Regions from separate parts of the Mus musculus genome. Here region 1 is linked to region 2. Evidence: chromatin contacts called from public HiChIP or PLAC-seq data. All regions are on one chromosome and are shown on one strand. Each heading gives the region's core, a stretch centred on a gene start, on an enhancer-like site or on the middle of the called end of the contact. The rest is flanking DNA. Distances are from core to core; before and after follow the strand shown. Region 1 has its middle 30 kb from the start of 4933404K13Rik. Region 2 overlaps 1700027J07Rik (RIKEN cDNA 1700027J07 gene).

Evidence for each region. HiChIP or PLAC-seq counts read pairs in DNA pulled down with a chosen protein or histone mark.
Region 1: a contact with region 2 is called in an H3K27ac HiChIP or PLAC-seq map of microglia, with 3 times the contacts expected there. The contact joins two enhancer-like sites. A contact is called at or near these places in 2 of 484 Hi-C or Micro-C datasets (granulocyte-monocyte progenitors and nephron progenitors) and 4 of 115 datasets of contacts at active chromatin or transcription factors (the HPC-7 cell line, the SCID.adh cell line, microglia and 1 more).

The regions. Positions count from the first base shown.
Region 1 is chr10:43,852,704-43,859,736 of GRCm38.p6, forward strand. No RefSeq gene overlaps it. Among named protein-coding and RNA genes, the nearest start is that of 4933404K13Rik, 30 kb to the left of the region's middle. Within about 2 kb of position 3,493, at least 63 of the 459 cell types and tissues checked have an H3K27ac peak or open chromatin away from gene starts, as enhancers often do. A contact at or near this core is called in the HPC-7 cell line, granulocyte-monocyte progenitors and microglia, where this site is marked.
Region 2 is chr10:43,748,699-43,755,590 of GRCm38.p6, forward strand. All of the region lies in intron 1 of 1700027J07Rik (RIKEN cDNA 1700027J07 gene), which reads left to right. Among named protein-coding and RNA genes, the nearest start is that of 1700027J07Rik, 6.0 kb to the left of the region's middle. Within about 2 kb of position 3,798, at least 105 of the 459 cell types and tissues checked have an H3K27ac peak or open chromatin away from gene starts, as enhancers often do. A contact at or near this core is called in the HPC-7 cell line, granulocyte-monocyte progenitors and microglia, where this site is marked.

The DNA.
Region 1 (7,033 bases), core at 2,243-4,742, 100 kb after region 2:
AAACAGGGATATAGTGGGCATATCTCAATATAGAGGGCAATATACAGAGCACCCACGGCCAGCATCAGCTTAAAAACTCTAAAGCATTTCCACTGACATCAGAAACAACACAAGGATGCTCACTCTCCTCCTGTCGAATGTGAGGACTTAGCTAGAGCAATAAATAAAGACAATACCGAAGACAAGCAGGGAACGAAGGATTGAAGTGTCTTTATTTGCAGATGATGTGTCTCTATAAAATACACTTAAGACTCCACCATAACCTTGTACAGCTGATAAGTCCATCAAGAAAAGTAGCAGGACACAAATTAATGAACAAAAATCATTATTCTTCCTATATATTGTGAGGGTGTACTGGCTGGTTTTGTGTCAAGTTGACACAGCTGGAGTTATCACAGAGAAAGGAGTTTCAGTTAGGGAGATGCCTCCATGAGATCCAGCTGTAAGGCATTTTCTCAATTAGTGATCAAAGCGGGAGGTTCCCTTGTGGGTGGTGCCATCTCTGGGCTGGTAGTTTCGGTTCTATAAGAGAGCAGGCTGAGCAAACCAGGGGAGGCAAGCCAGTAAAGAACATCCCTCCACTGCCTCTGTATCAGCTCCTGCTTCCTGACCTGCTTGAGTTCCAGTCCTGACTTCCTTTGGTGATGAACAGCAGTATGGAAGTGTAAGCCAAATAAACCCTTTTCTCCCCAACTTGCTTCTTGGTCATGATGTTTTGTCCAGGAATAGAAACCCTGACTAAGACAGAGGGCTTGAATGAGAGGCCCTCCATAAGTCTCAGGCATTTAGATACTTGGTCCTCAGTTGGTGGATGTTTGGGGATGATTAGGAAGTGTGACCATGAAGTATGCCACTGGGAACAAGCTTAAGGGGTTCAAAAGACTTACACCATTCTGTGTGTTTCTTACTTGTAGACTGAGGTGAGTTCCTTCTCCAGGGCCACCTCTGTCTGCTGGCTGTCACACCTGTCACACCTGTCACTATGATGGAGAACTCATCTCTTTGGAACTGTGATTCTCAAGTCAACTTTTTCTATAAATTGCCTTTGTCATGATGTTTTATCACAGAAATAGAAAAGCAGCTCAGAAAAAGTTAGTACCAGGGAGTAGAATATTGCTCTGATGGTCCTGAGCATGTTGGTTTGCAGGACTATGAATAAATCAGGGGTGTCAGGCTGGAAAAGTGGTTGAAGATTGAAAGCAGAGCTTAGTGGACCATCTTAGGGAGAGCGTAGAGAAGACAGCTTCTTAGAAACATGCAGACTCAGCCAGTCTACATCAAGAGGTTTCAGAGGGGGTCTGGACTAGAGACTCTCCTTGTATTATTAATAAGGATGTGGCTGCTTTCTGTCCTTGTCCTAAGAACTTGCCTGAGGGCAAATTTAAAAGTAATGGGATAATTTCTTTGGAAACCCACACTATAAATTAGAAAAAGGACAGAATCTTCAACAAATGTTCTGGTCAAGTTGTATATATGTGTAGAAAAATGAACCCCAATCCTCATCTCTCATCCTGCACAAATCTCAACTCAAACAGGTCAAGGACTCAACATAACACCTGATACCCTGATTGTGATAGAGCAAAAATAGAGGATAAACTTAAATTTATTGACATAGGCAAGGGCTTTCTGAACAAGAACCCAATAGTGCAGGCATATAGATCAACAATTAATAAGTGGTACCTCATGAAACTAAAAAGTTTCTATATAGAAAAGGACACCATCACACTAACAAAGAGAAAGTTCACAGAATGGAATTTTTTTAAACCAATTATCCACTAGACATAAGGTTATTATCTAAAATATATAAAGAGATAAAATAATTAAGCATAAAAAGACAAGCAATAGAATAAAAATGGAGCATGGAACTAAACAGAGTTCTCAAAATATGAAAAATAAATGAGATGATTTTTAGGTTCATTATCCATAGCCATCAAGGAAATGCACATTAAAACTGTCTTGAGTATTCATCTTTTCCCAATCAAAATATCTTAAGATTAAAAACAAGCAAACAGTAAATATTGGCATGATATGGGGAAAGGAGATTCTTATTCATTGCTAGTGGGCATGCAAACTGGTGCAGCTGCCATGAAAATCAGTGTGGTGGCTCCTCAAAAGCTAAACAGAGACCTACCTCATGATTCAGTTATCGAGTTCCTGGTCTATACTATCTTATACTGTACTGTACTATACTATACTACTCAATGCTCTTGATATCTTACTACAGACACTTGCTTGTTTGTGCCCATTGCTGCTCTGTTCATAATAGCCAGGAAGTGCAAACTGCCGAGGTGTCCATTCACTGTTGGATAGATGGAGGATGAAAATGTGGTACATTTATATGATGGAATATTACTACGATATCAAAAAATGAAAATGGGGCTGAAGAGATGGCTCAGAACTTAAGAGTATTGGCTGCTCTTCCAGAAGACACAGGTTAAATTTCCAGCATCCATGTGGCAGCTCACAAGTATAACTCCAGTTCTTGGGAGTCCAGTACCTTTTTCTGGCCCCCATGGGCACAATATGTACAAGTGCACATACGTGTAGGCAAACACTCAAACACATAATAGATACATCTCAAAAATATTAAATTAAATTATGAAATTTGCAGGGAAATAAACGGAGCTAAAAACAGATATGGCGAGTGAAGGTAAACTCAGGCTCAGAAAGACAAATGCTGCATGCGTTCTCTCATTTGTAGATGTTAGCTTTGACTCTTTAGATATGTTTGTTTCATTTGGAATACCACAGAGGTCAGGAAACTACTAAGAGGTCATGGAGAGGGGCTTTCAGCAGAGGAAACAGAGACTGCGGGTGTAAAAGTTTAAAAGAGAATTGTAGAACAAGAAGGGATAAATTGGGGTGGGGAGAAGAGGGAAGAATGAAAGAGGGAACTGGGAAGGGATAAATAACACTCACTATCTGTCAACAGGTTGCAATGAGAGCTACATCTGTAGAAACTTCCTAAAGTACAACTGCATACATGCATTTAGTAAAGATAGGAAAGGTAGATTTCTCCTATAGCAGAGCAACAATGTACACCCAAGACACGAGAGGCTAACAAATAAAAATGGCAGTGGCTCTTCAAAAAATTTATTATTATTATTATTATTATTATTATTATTATTATTATTATTATTTTGGGGTTGCTGGCCAGTGCGGTTCCAGACATCACAGGCAATAGCCAGTGCTGCTTGTCATTCTCTAGAACCCGATGGTAAGACCGCTGCTGGAGACAGCACATACTTGCATCACAGATCTTATTGAAATCAAGGTGGTATACACTTAGAAATTTCATTTCTATAGGCTATCCAGAGGAGAAAAGAAAGCATACCCAGCTGTAAAGCCTGTGAGCTACGGTAACATCGGACTGAACAAGACACGCCCACTAATGATGTCACGGGTGTAACCAACCACTCTCTCAGGCTTGCTCCACAAAGAGGAGCTCATACCTGGCCTATTATCAGGCTGAGAACCTGTGGTCAGACAGATCATAGGCCATAGAGAGAACCTATTACTATTGAACATCCCCCTACCCCTCCCCGCATCAAGGAGTGCTGTCTTCTGGACCGCGGAGCACAGATCATGCCCAAACACCAGTTTTCAACACAAAGAGATCCTTTGTCAAGCAAGATGGAGCTACAATGGCTGAATCTGAATCAGACAGAAACAGCGGCAGGTGACTTGGCAGGGGTGGCTTTTAAGGAGAAAAAAAGAGAAAGAAGTCCGTGCTAGGATGAGTTGGTAAGTCCTGAGTGGACATGTTAGTTAATGTAGCCAGACAGGGAAGTTTGATAGCTGGACCTTGGTGGTCAGCCTCAGGAATGAGGAAGTAACCAGATAAGGAGCCAGGTCTTGGTGGCCAGTTTCAGGAATGAGGAAGTGGCTAGATAAGGAAGTCTAGTGGTTTAGCAAGGAGAGAGGAGGGGAGGCCATGTTTGCCGTGGTTGGGCCTGTTAGGGTCACTCAACTATTATTCTGAGAAATTGGCATAGTACTAAAACATCATAATGATCAACAGAGTCCCACAACTGGCTAACAGTGCAGAAGATAAGAGACTGTAGAAAGCTCAGCCCTACAAGGAACATGTATACCACTCCCCCCTCCAGAGGCGCAGGGTCATTGTGGAAGAGGGAATGGGAAAATTGCTAAGAGCCAGAGGTGGTGGGGTGATAACAAGGGAACAGTGTCCCTGGACACAGCAGAACAGCACACATGTGCTCACGGTGGCTACCGACAGCATACACAAGGCTGTACGAGCCCAAGCCAGATCAAATCCAGCACGAGAAGGGAGATGGGCATGAAGTTCCACCCCTAGCCGAGGAACTATTGCCAACTGCTAGCTGCTGAAAGGGAAGGGTCAGTTTTCTACAAGAGTGTAGCCCTTCAGGAGGCAGGAGCAGGTGTTAGTTCAAGGCCAGCCTTGTTTATGAATGGGTTCCAGGACAGGCAGAGCTATGTAGCGAGACCTTGCCTCAAAAAAACAATAACAGTCTTCTGAGATCGGGAGGGATTTGTGACCCTGGCCAGGCTGGCTTTTCTGCTTCCCTAATGCTGTCTCAGGTCCCATGCGATTGGATTGGGATAGAAGTTGTGTTCCACTCACTGGTGGTCCCAAGATCGTGTGGAGAGACCTCTAGGGGACCTTGGGGGTGTCTGACGACTCAGCGCCCAAGGTGACCCCTACTTTATGTTTTTGAAAATGCTTCGATCTCCCTTCTAGCCCACCACCCACCAGAGGTAGGGAAAAGAAAGGGTAATAGGAAACAAGGCTGTGGACCTGTTTAGAAATAGTTCTTTGTCAGAACTATTTTTAAAATTTTTGTTGTCAGAAGTCCAGTCCACTAGTAAAACACCAAACATGAATCAGTAGTAGCTGCTCGATCCAGAAGAAACTGTGAGGATCTGCTCATTGGCACTTTGAGACTGTGGAAGCGACCAGAATACCACCAGAAGTTCTTTGGTGAATTTCTCTCCATTAAATCATTACAGGCGATCAGCAAAGAAAGCAAGGGGAACCAATGCAAGAGAATTGTCCACTGCGTGTTGGGTTTTAATCAAACTCTTTCCAAACATCATGTGCCCTCTCAAGCATCGGCACCAGCAAACCATCACATGCCCTTCATTAGGCAGCTTCCAGAAAAACACCTTATGTGTGTGGTTGTTCTCAGCGAAACATCCTCTCATGTGTCTGCTTTAGTAAAACATCCTCTCCATAAGACCGTTTCCAGAAAAACATCACATGACACAACTGAGCCTCCAAAGAAATCAGAAATTCCCACTTCACATCAACATGGCCTCTGCCTGAAGCAGGGCCATAGACTCCAACATGGCTGTTGGTATATCCAGAAGATGTTCCAACTGGTAAGAAGGGCACATGCTCCACTATGTTCTTAGCAGCCTTATTTATAATAGCCAGAAGCTGGAAAGAACCCAGATGCCCCTCAACAGAGGAATGGATACAGAAAATGTGGTACATTTACACAATGGAGTACTACTCAGCTATTAAAAAGAATGAATTTATGAAATTCCTAGGCAAATGGTTGGACCTAGAGGGCATCATCCTGAGTGAGGTAACCCAATCACAAAAGAACTCACCTGATATGTACTCACTGATAAGTGGATATTAGCCCAGAAACTTAGAATACCCAAGATATAAGATACAATTTGCAAAACACATGAAACTCAAGAAGAATGAAGACCAAAGTGTGGACACTTTGCCCCTTCTTTGAATTGGGAACAAAACACCCATGGTAGGAGTTACAGAGACAAAGTTTGGAGCTGAGACAAAAGGATGGACCATCTAGAGACTGCTATACCCGGGGATCTATCCCATAATCAGCCTCCAAACGCTGACACCATTGCATACACTAGCAAGATTTTGCTGAAAGGACCCTGATATAGCTGTCTCTTGTGAGACTATGCTGGGGCCTAGCAAACACAGAAGTGGATGCTCACAGTCAGCTATTGGATGGAACACAGGGCCCCCAATGGAGGAGCTAGAGAAAGTACCCAAGGAGCTAAAGGGATCTGCAACCCTATAGGTGGAACAACAATATGAACTAACCAGTACCCCGGGAGCTCGTGTCTCTAGCTGCATATGTATCAAAAGATGGCCTAGTGGGCTATCAGTGGAAAGAGAGGCCCATTGGTCTTGCAAACTTTATATGCCTAAGTACAGGGGAAAGCCAGGGTCAAGAAGTGGGGAGGGGGGAGTGGGGGGATGGGCACGGGGGATTTTTGGGATAGCATTGGAAATGTAAATGAAGAAAACACCTAATAATAAAAAAGGAAAACAAACAAACAAACAATAACAGTGAAAAAGTGCATCCCCTGGTAGATTATCCACAGCCAAGCACAACTTGGCCTAGATTGGGGGAGGGAGCATAAGGTTGGGTGAGAATGGAAGTGGGGGAAGGTGAAAGTAATGAAAACTCACTGTACAAAATTCCCAAAGAACCAATCAAAGCAATAAGAAAGGGAAGAAAGCACAGATTATTTAAAGGTTAAATCTAATCACTTGGCAGCTATATTTTTGCACACAAGGGTTTTCTAGGGTCTTCTTTGGCAGATAGTAAGCTTGACCTAGAATAATTCCTTCAGGTTTTAAGAACATCATATTAATATCCCGAAAATCAAACGCTCGCTGCCTTTTAAAAGATCCAAATTGCTTGAAAGGTCACAGAACGTCAATGAAGCAGACATTCCCTCCCTGTTGGCAGATGTGATATGATTTGTGCTGGAGTTTAATGTTAGACACTTCAAAACAAGACTGGTGTTGCTCCTAAGGAAAAAAAAGGTGGGGGGGGGGCAGGCTCCCAGGAGTTTCAGTGTTAGCTGCCAATGGGACCACCTAGAGCTGTCCCTTGGAATCTATGAGAGTTAGCTTCAGACCTCTGCAAAGGCTAAAACCATGCTCAAGTCCCATATATGAAATGACTTAGTGTGTATAACTGACCTCTACACACACCCTTGTAAACTTGAATTCCCCTCTAGATTACTTTCTGTGTCTGATACAATGCGAATGTTACAT
Region 2 (6,892 bases), core at 2,548-5,047:
ATAAAAAGATTTGCTAGTATGCCCAGAGATAGGGACATTGATAGTTGGGACCAAATAGTGAGTCATGGCAAAGCCATGAGGGGATTATTTTTAAAGGAGTTTAAATTTTTTCTTCTATGTCGTGAAATAATCATAACTACATAATTTCCCCCTTCCTTTTCTTCAAGCCCTCCTATAAACCTACCCCTTGCTATTTTTCAAATTCATAGTCTCTCCATTAATTGTTGTTATGTAGGTACATGTAGGAATATATATGCATTCCTAACTGAGTGTTAAATTTCAAAGCTCTGGACAAGTAGTCACAAGAAAGAAGAAAACAGTTCCAGGTCTAGAGAAAAGAGAAGCCAAGGAGACTGAGTTAGATAAGAGTTGAAAACCAACGGCCCAACTCTGCAGAATGCTTGGCTCCTGGTAGAAGTTGCTCCAGTTACTCTCCCCCACTATTCTGTGCACCTTTGAGACACAGACCCATCGGGCCAGGGAGGGCTTAACCTGGGTCAGAGGTTAGTCAACAACTTTTTACTGCAGAAGGCAAGACAATAAAAATTTTCAGTTTTGTAGGCTTCAAGTCTCTTGGAACCATAGAAGCATTAAGAGCAGTCAAAGGAACACATACGACTATGTTCTCACAGACCCTTATGGACACGGAAAATTGAACTTTACAAAAAAGAAATATTTTATTTGATACATTTGAGAGTTTGCCCGCATGTATGACTGCTGCAATGCCTGCAGAGGCTAGAAGAGGGAGTCAGATCCAAGGGACAGTGGTGAGCTGCCACCTGGTGCTGGGAACTGAACCTGGTCCTGTGTAAGAGTGGTCAGTGCTCTTAACTGTTAAGCTATCTCTTCAATCCTTTACTTTTTGTGTGCCCCCCAGATTATTTTAATTTTATTTCTTCTCAGTCATTTATAAATGTAGAAACCACTCCTGCCTTGTGATCCCGGGAATCATAGCCTGGGGATGTAGCCTTGTACCCCAACTCAGTACTGGGAGATCAACACAGGGCTTGCCATGCAGAGTACTGGGCTGATTGTGAGTCTTCTGCAGTTTCCTATTCCCCTTGGCAATGGAACACCAGAATAACAAATGGCCAAGTGGTACAGAGAGTAGGGCACAGAGCCACCAGTTGAACTAATACTGAGACAAACGCTACGAACGATGTGGCCAAAATTTGTGCATACCACAAGAAGGTAGTTCAAAGAGGCTTGTGGCAAGTCTGCAAATTAGGAGAAGGCTTGGTTGGAGACTTGCTTAGATCCAATGCCCAGAGGCCAGGATGGGACAGAGTCCTTTAGCAAGTAGAACAGGGTCACACAGAAGTACCAACTGACAGCACCATGAGGCCCTCAGAGCAGAACTGCCTACCTCTAGGTTGGCTATAGCTTTCAGAGACTAAGTGAGAGAGGATTGCTAGTGCTATGCCGACTGGGAGTTACAGAAAGCTCCTGCTGGACCAAGAATGGAATGTAGCATTTTGGGAGCAGAATCTGCTTTTCCTTAGAGGATTTTTTAAAAATCATTTATTTATTTATTTATTTATTTATTTATTTATTTATTTATTTATTTATTGAGATTGGATTATTGATTGATTGATTGATTGATTGATTGAGATTGGATTTCTACCATGTGTCTAGGATCCCAATCCTCTTGCCTCTGTCATAGCTATATACATACTGTAAGCATCTCGATAGAAACATTTGCCTACCAGATACTCAAGCAAGGATCCCCAAGGAATTGCAATTTCCCCAGAAACCATTCTGGGGAAGAAAAGGCTGAAGCCAGGTGCCTGTCAGGAGACAAGCTTGGTTTCCAGGGATAACTTTCACACAGTTCTGCATGGTTAGCAGACTGCTTTGCAGGAGGGACCCATCAAGATAACCGTGGGTCAGGGATTGGGGAACCACAGCTGATTTTGGGCTGCTGAGCTGTGCACGCTTGCTGTCCTCTTTGGAAACTAAGCTATGCCGGCGCATCTGAAGATGGATGCAGGGGTCCCTGGGCCTCGGTATTTATTCCTCTCCCCCATGTGCCCATATTGAGCAACGCTCTCCCCCCTTCCCTGTTTTCAATTAATGTCACTTGTGTATTTAGTTGGTGTATGGTGAACAGCCTAGCTTGTTAGAACTGCAAAGGCTCAAAGACTAAAACTTCTGGCAACAGTATCACCATGCCCGTCTCAGAAGTCTTTTTATCTATAAAGAGGGCAGGGCATAGGAAAGCTCCACTGTTTCTTCCGACACACTGAGAAGGTCTCAGGTCCATCGCACAAAGGCTGGTCGCTCTGTCTGACACAGAGCAGCGATCAGGCTCCAGGCCACTGTTGGTGTGTTATGCATTTCCTGTATGGTCATGGGGTCACCCTGGGAAGTTCTCTGTTAGTGGTTCAGCTTTGGTGATCCAGAAGAGCCCTAGAAGCAGGGCTGTGATCTCAGGAGGGTTGTTCCGGAACACTCTTAGAATCTCGGATCACGTTCCGAGCCAGGGGTCACCCAGCAGTCCTCAGCTGCCTGCCTCTCACTCTCTTCGAGGGAAGCAAAACTTGATGTTGTTAAGTTTCAATTTCTTATCTGCCCGAGTGTGCTACATCGTGTTTACTGGTGTAGCACACCAAGAATCCTCAGATTTTTTTTCCTTTTGAAATATTTAAATCCAGTCTTCAGAAGCTAAACATTTCATAATAGATATGGAATGTATATAATACTGTACATATTATCTCAGGTAAAATAAACTACAATCATTTATTACCACGAGATACCTATCAGTTCAATGTAATGTTTGTCTTAGCACTTACACTTTCCCGAAATGAGCATGGCAGCACATACATTTAAATCCCAGAGCTTGGGAGGCAGAGAGGCAGGGAGGCAGAGAGGCAGGGGCAGGGGCAGGGGCAGGGGCAGGGGCAGGGGCAAACGGGCAGATTTCTATATATTTGAGGCCACCCTGGTCTACGTAGCAAGCTCTAGGCTAGCCAAGGCTACATGGTGAAACCTAGTCTCAGATGACAAAAAAACAAACAAAACAAAATGAACAACAAAACAAACTAACAACCCCAAACTGAATTTCTGTATTTTCCTCTCTCTCTGATTGTCTCTCTGGGGGGTTCATCTTGGTCCCTATGGGTGGATAATGGGCACAGCAGTACCAAGGCCTTGGGAGACAGAGCTTTTGGCTCTCAACTCTCATCTGCTTACCAACTTATCATGTTCTGTCATGTCTTCACAGTGATTTGCCAGCGTCTGCTACTCCTGACCCCAGTCACCCCATGGCTTCCAGTCACCAAGCCCACAGAGCCCCCTTCTCTCAGCCCAACCTCAGTTCCTTGGGCTCTTCATTGTCTAGAAGGCTAGCCACTTGAGGATGCTTGGCTGCCTTCTGGGCCCCCTGCTGTGATGAAGCTTTCTGTGAGGCATTGTCCAAGTCCCTTAGGCCAGCCCTTTGCTGGTGCCTTGCCTAGTGAAAGGTCTCTTCTATGTTTGTAGAGCCCATGGCCGGCTGCCAGGGATGTGAACCATGACAGCTGCTGCTCTGTTTCCTCTTTAGCCAGCCTGGGTTTTCATTGCCTCACCTCCCCAGACCAAAGCAAAGCTGACCCCTCCTTGTCTGCCTGTCACTGTCTGCCTGTCTCCCTTCAACACTAGGCTTGCAGGCATCTTTCCTGTGGATGCTGGGGATCCAAGCACAGGTTCCTGTGCCTGTACAGCAAGAGTTCTCTCGATATGCTTTTCTAGATACTCCTAAGAAAAGGTTAACCTTGAAACTGTAGGATAAGAAAGAGGAAGTGTCCAGATAGTGAAGCTCTGCACAGAAGTGTCTCTCATACGGCATTGGGGTACATTAGTCTGCATTTAATTGTGGCTATATTCTGGATCTAGAATGTTCCCTAATGGTCTGCACGGTTAAGGATTAGGCCAGTAGCTTGCTCAGCTATTGGGAGGCAGTAGACTCTGTAAGAGATGGAATTTAGTAATGGGGGGATATTAGGTTGAGGAGAATGTACCCTTGAGACTTTGGCCACCAGCTCTCCCCCTCCGCCTCCTTCTCCTCCTCCTTCTCCTCTTCTCTTCTCCTGACCACCATGAGGACAGAAGGCTTTCCCTGAATGCCTACACCATGGTCTACCATGCCAGTATAGGCCCAAAGCAACAGCACCAACCAAGTGACCACAGACTGATAGATATAACATAGCAAACTAAAGTTTCTTCTCCTTTTTTTTCCCCTTTGATTTAAGTTTTATTGCATTATGATGAGAAAAGATATATAATTTCAATTTATTTGAACTTGTTAACATTTAAAACCATATTTTGAGTAGATAGATTTACATCACATTCTTCTTTCCCTTTTGTACCCCAACTCCTCCTGGAGAGCTCCCCACTTCAAAACCTATAATACCTTTCATTTTTATCATATTCTTTAAAATTTATAAAATATTGTAACAATAAAAATGAGTATTATAAAAGTTGTTTGATATAAAACAACAATCAATTGAACAGTCTTATGTAGATGTTTGTCTATAGCAATGCTGAAAATACATACATTTTTCTCAATATAAATTTCAAATAACTCCAAATATATTAACTGTATGATATTTTAAAATAATATATCGCTATTAGTTTATTAAATGAACATAAATAAAGTCTTTTTGTTTATTTTGTTTTTAGTAGAGCTTAAAATCTTGGCTCTTACTGTGGTACAAACACAAAATAAGAACAGTTTTTGGATATTGAAGTTCATTGTAATAAGGCTGTACTTGAATGTCCCTCACATCACCAAAACATTTTACCTCCATAGTAGCTAAGCTAAGAGTTGACAGTTCTGCTGGGTCAAGGAATGAATTGTAGGCATGATTTTTGGATACAGATTTCCTGCTACAGTCAAAGCTATTTCACTTGTGTGATTGTCATCATTCTCAGCCTGCAGGGAACAGGTTACATTCATTTAAGAAATGGTGTGTGTATTAAGATGGTCTACCTATGAAGTCATTCATCAACTGTTTCAATGAACAATGGTTCTGCTTAGAGGGTGGCACAGACATTAAGTGAGGGTAAGATTCTGGTTCATTGGCTGTGATGATTTTGAAACGCATTCATCTCAGAGTAAGAGTAACTTATAAAGTCCTCTTCTTCAAAATTGATACAATAATTGTAAATATCAAGCAAAGCCTTCTGTCTCACTGTTTACTGTTCTCTTACAAGCCGCCTCCCAAATTAAATGTCTACATTTCTTTTGGTTGTATAAACAATTTTGAAATATGTAAGCTGTTCTGAAAACCATAATATAGAGTTAAAACATCAAATAAACAATCCTACAAATAGAGAGACTGAGATAGGAGAAGCATGATTTCAAGACCATTATGTGGCACAGAGCAAGACCCTGTCATATACAAACAAGCAGAAAGTGTATATGGATTGTACAATATTGGACCTATTTCTCCCATTACCAAATTAGAGAGACCATGGGATAACAACCGACAAATTTCTAATTCCTCATATTTTTGAATTTCAATCAATTAGGATATGTTGGTAATATTAATTTTCATATTAAGCGATATTAAGAAAAAGTGATTGTTACTTCCTGTTAATTTTCTTGTTAGAGGTGGAATTATGTTTGTGTGGGTTTGTTGAAAGATTACTTTCTTGCTTCTTCTAGGGTGTAGTTTCCCTCCTTGTGTTGATGTTTTCCATCTATTATCCTTTGTAGGGCTGGATTTGTGGAAAGATATTGTGTAAATTTGGTTTTGTCATGGAATATCTTGGTTTCTCCCTCTATGATAATTGAGAGTTTTGCTGGGTATAGTAGTCTGGGCTGGCATTTGTGTTCTCTTAGGTTCTATATGAGATCTGCCCAGGATCTTCTAGCTTTCATAGTCTCTGGGGAGAAGCCTGGTGTAATTCTGATAGGTTGGCCTTATATGTTACTTGACCTTTTTCCCTTACTGCTTTTAATATTCTTTCTTTGTTTAGTGCATTTGGTGTTTTGACTATTATGTGAAGGGAGGAATTTCTTTTCTGGTCGAGTCTATTTAGAGTTCTGTAGGCTTCTTGTATGGTCATGGGCATCTCTTTCTTTAGGCTTGGGAAGTTTTCTTCTATAATTTTGTTGAAGATATTTACTGGCCCTTTAAGTTGGGAATCTTCACTCTCTTCTATACCTATTATCTTTAGGTTTCATCTTCTCATTGTGTCCTGGATTTCCTGGATGTTTTGGGTTAGGAGCTTTTTGCTTTTTGTGTTTTCTTTCACTGTTGTGTCAATGTTTTCTGTGGTATCTTCTGCACCTGAGATTCTCTCTTCTATCTCATGTATTCTGTTGGTGATGCTTGCATCTATGACTCTTCATCTCTTTTCTAGGTTTTCTAACTTCAGGGTTGTCTCCCTTTGTTATTTATTTATTGTTTCTACTTCTGTTTTTAGATCCTGAATGGTTTTGTTTCTTTCCTTCGCTTGTTTGATTGTGTTTTCCTGTAACTCTTTAAGGGATTTTTTGTATTTCCTCTTTAAGGACTTCTAGCTGTTTACCTGTGTTCTCCTGTATTTCTTTAAGGGATTTATTTATGTTCTTTTTAAAGTCCTCTATCATAATCATGAGAAGTGATTTTAGATCTGAATCTTACTTTTCTGGTGTGTTGGGGTATCCAGGACTTGCTATGGTGGGAGAATTGGGTTCTGATGATGCCAGGTAACCTTGGTTTCTGTTGCTTCTGTTCTTACACTTGCCTCCTGGGAGCCTGAGATCCTGGGTGTGTCCAAAGTCCTGGGAGTCAAGCTGCCTTTGGGACCTTTCGATCCTGGTGTGACCAAGCTCCTGGGATCCTGGGATCCTATGATCCTGGGTGTGTTAGAGCACCTGGGAGTGGAGCTGCCTCTGGGTGTTGTGGGGCTGGCTGTGGAGTTT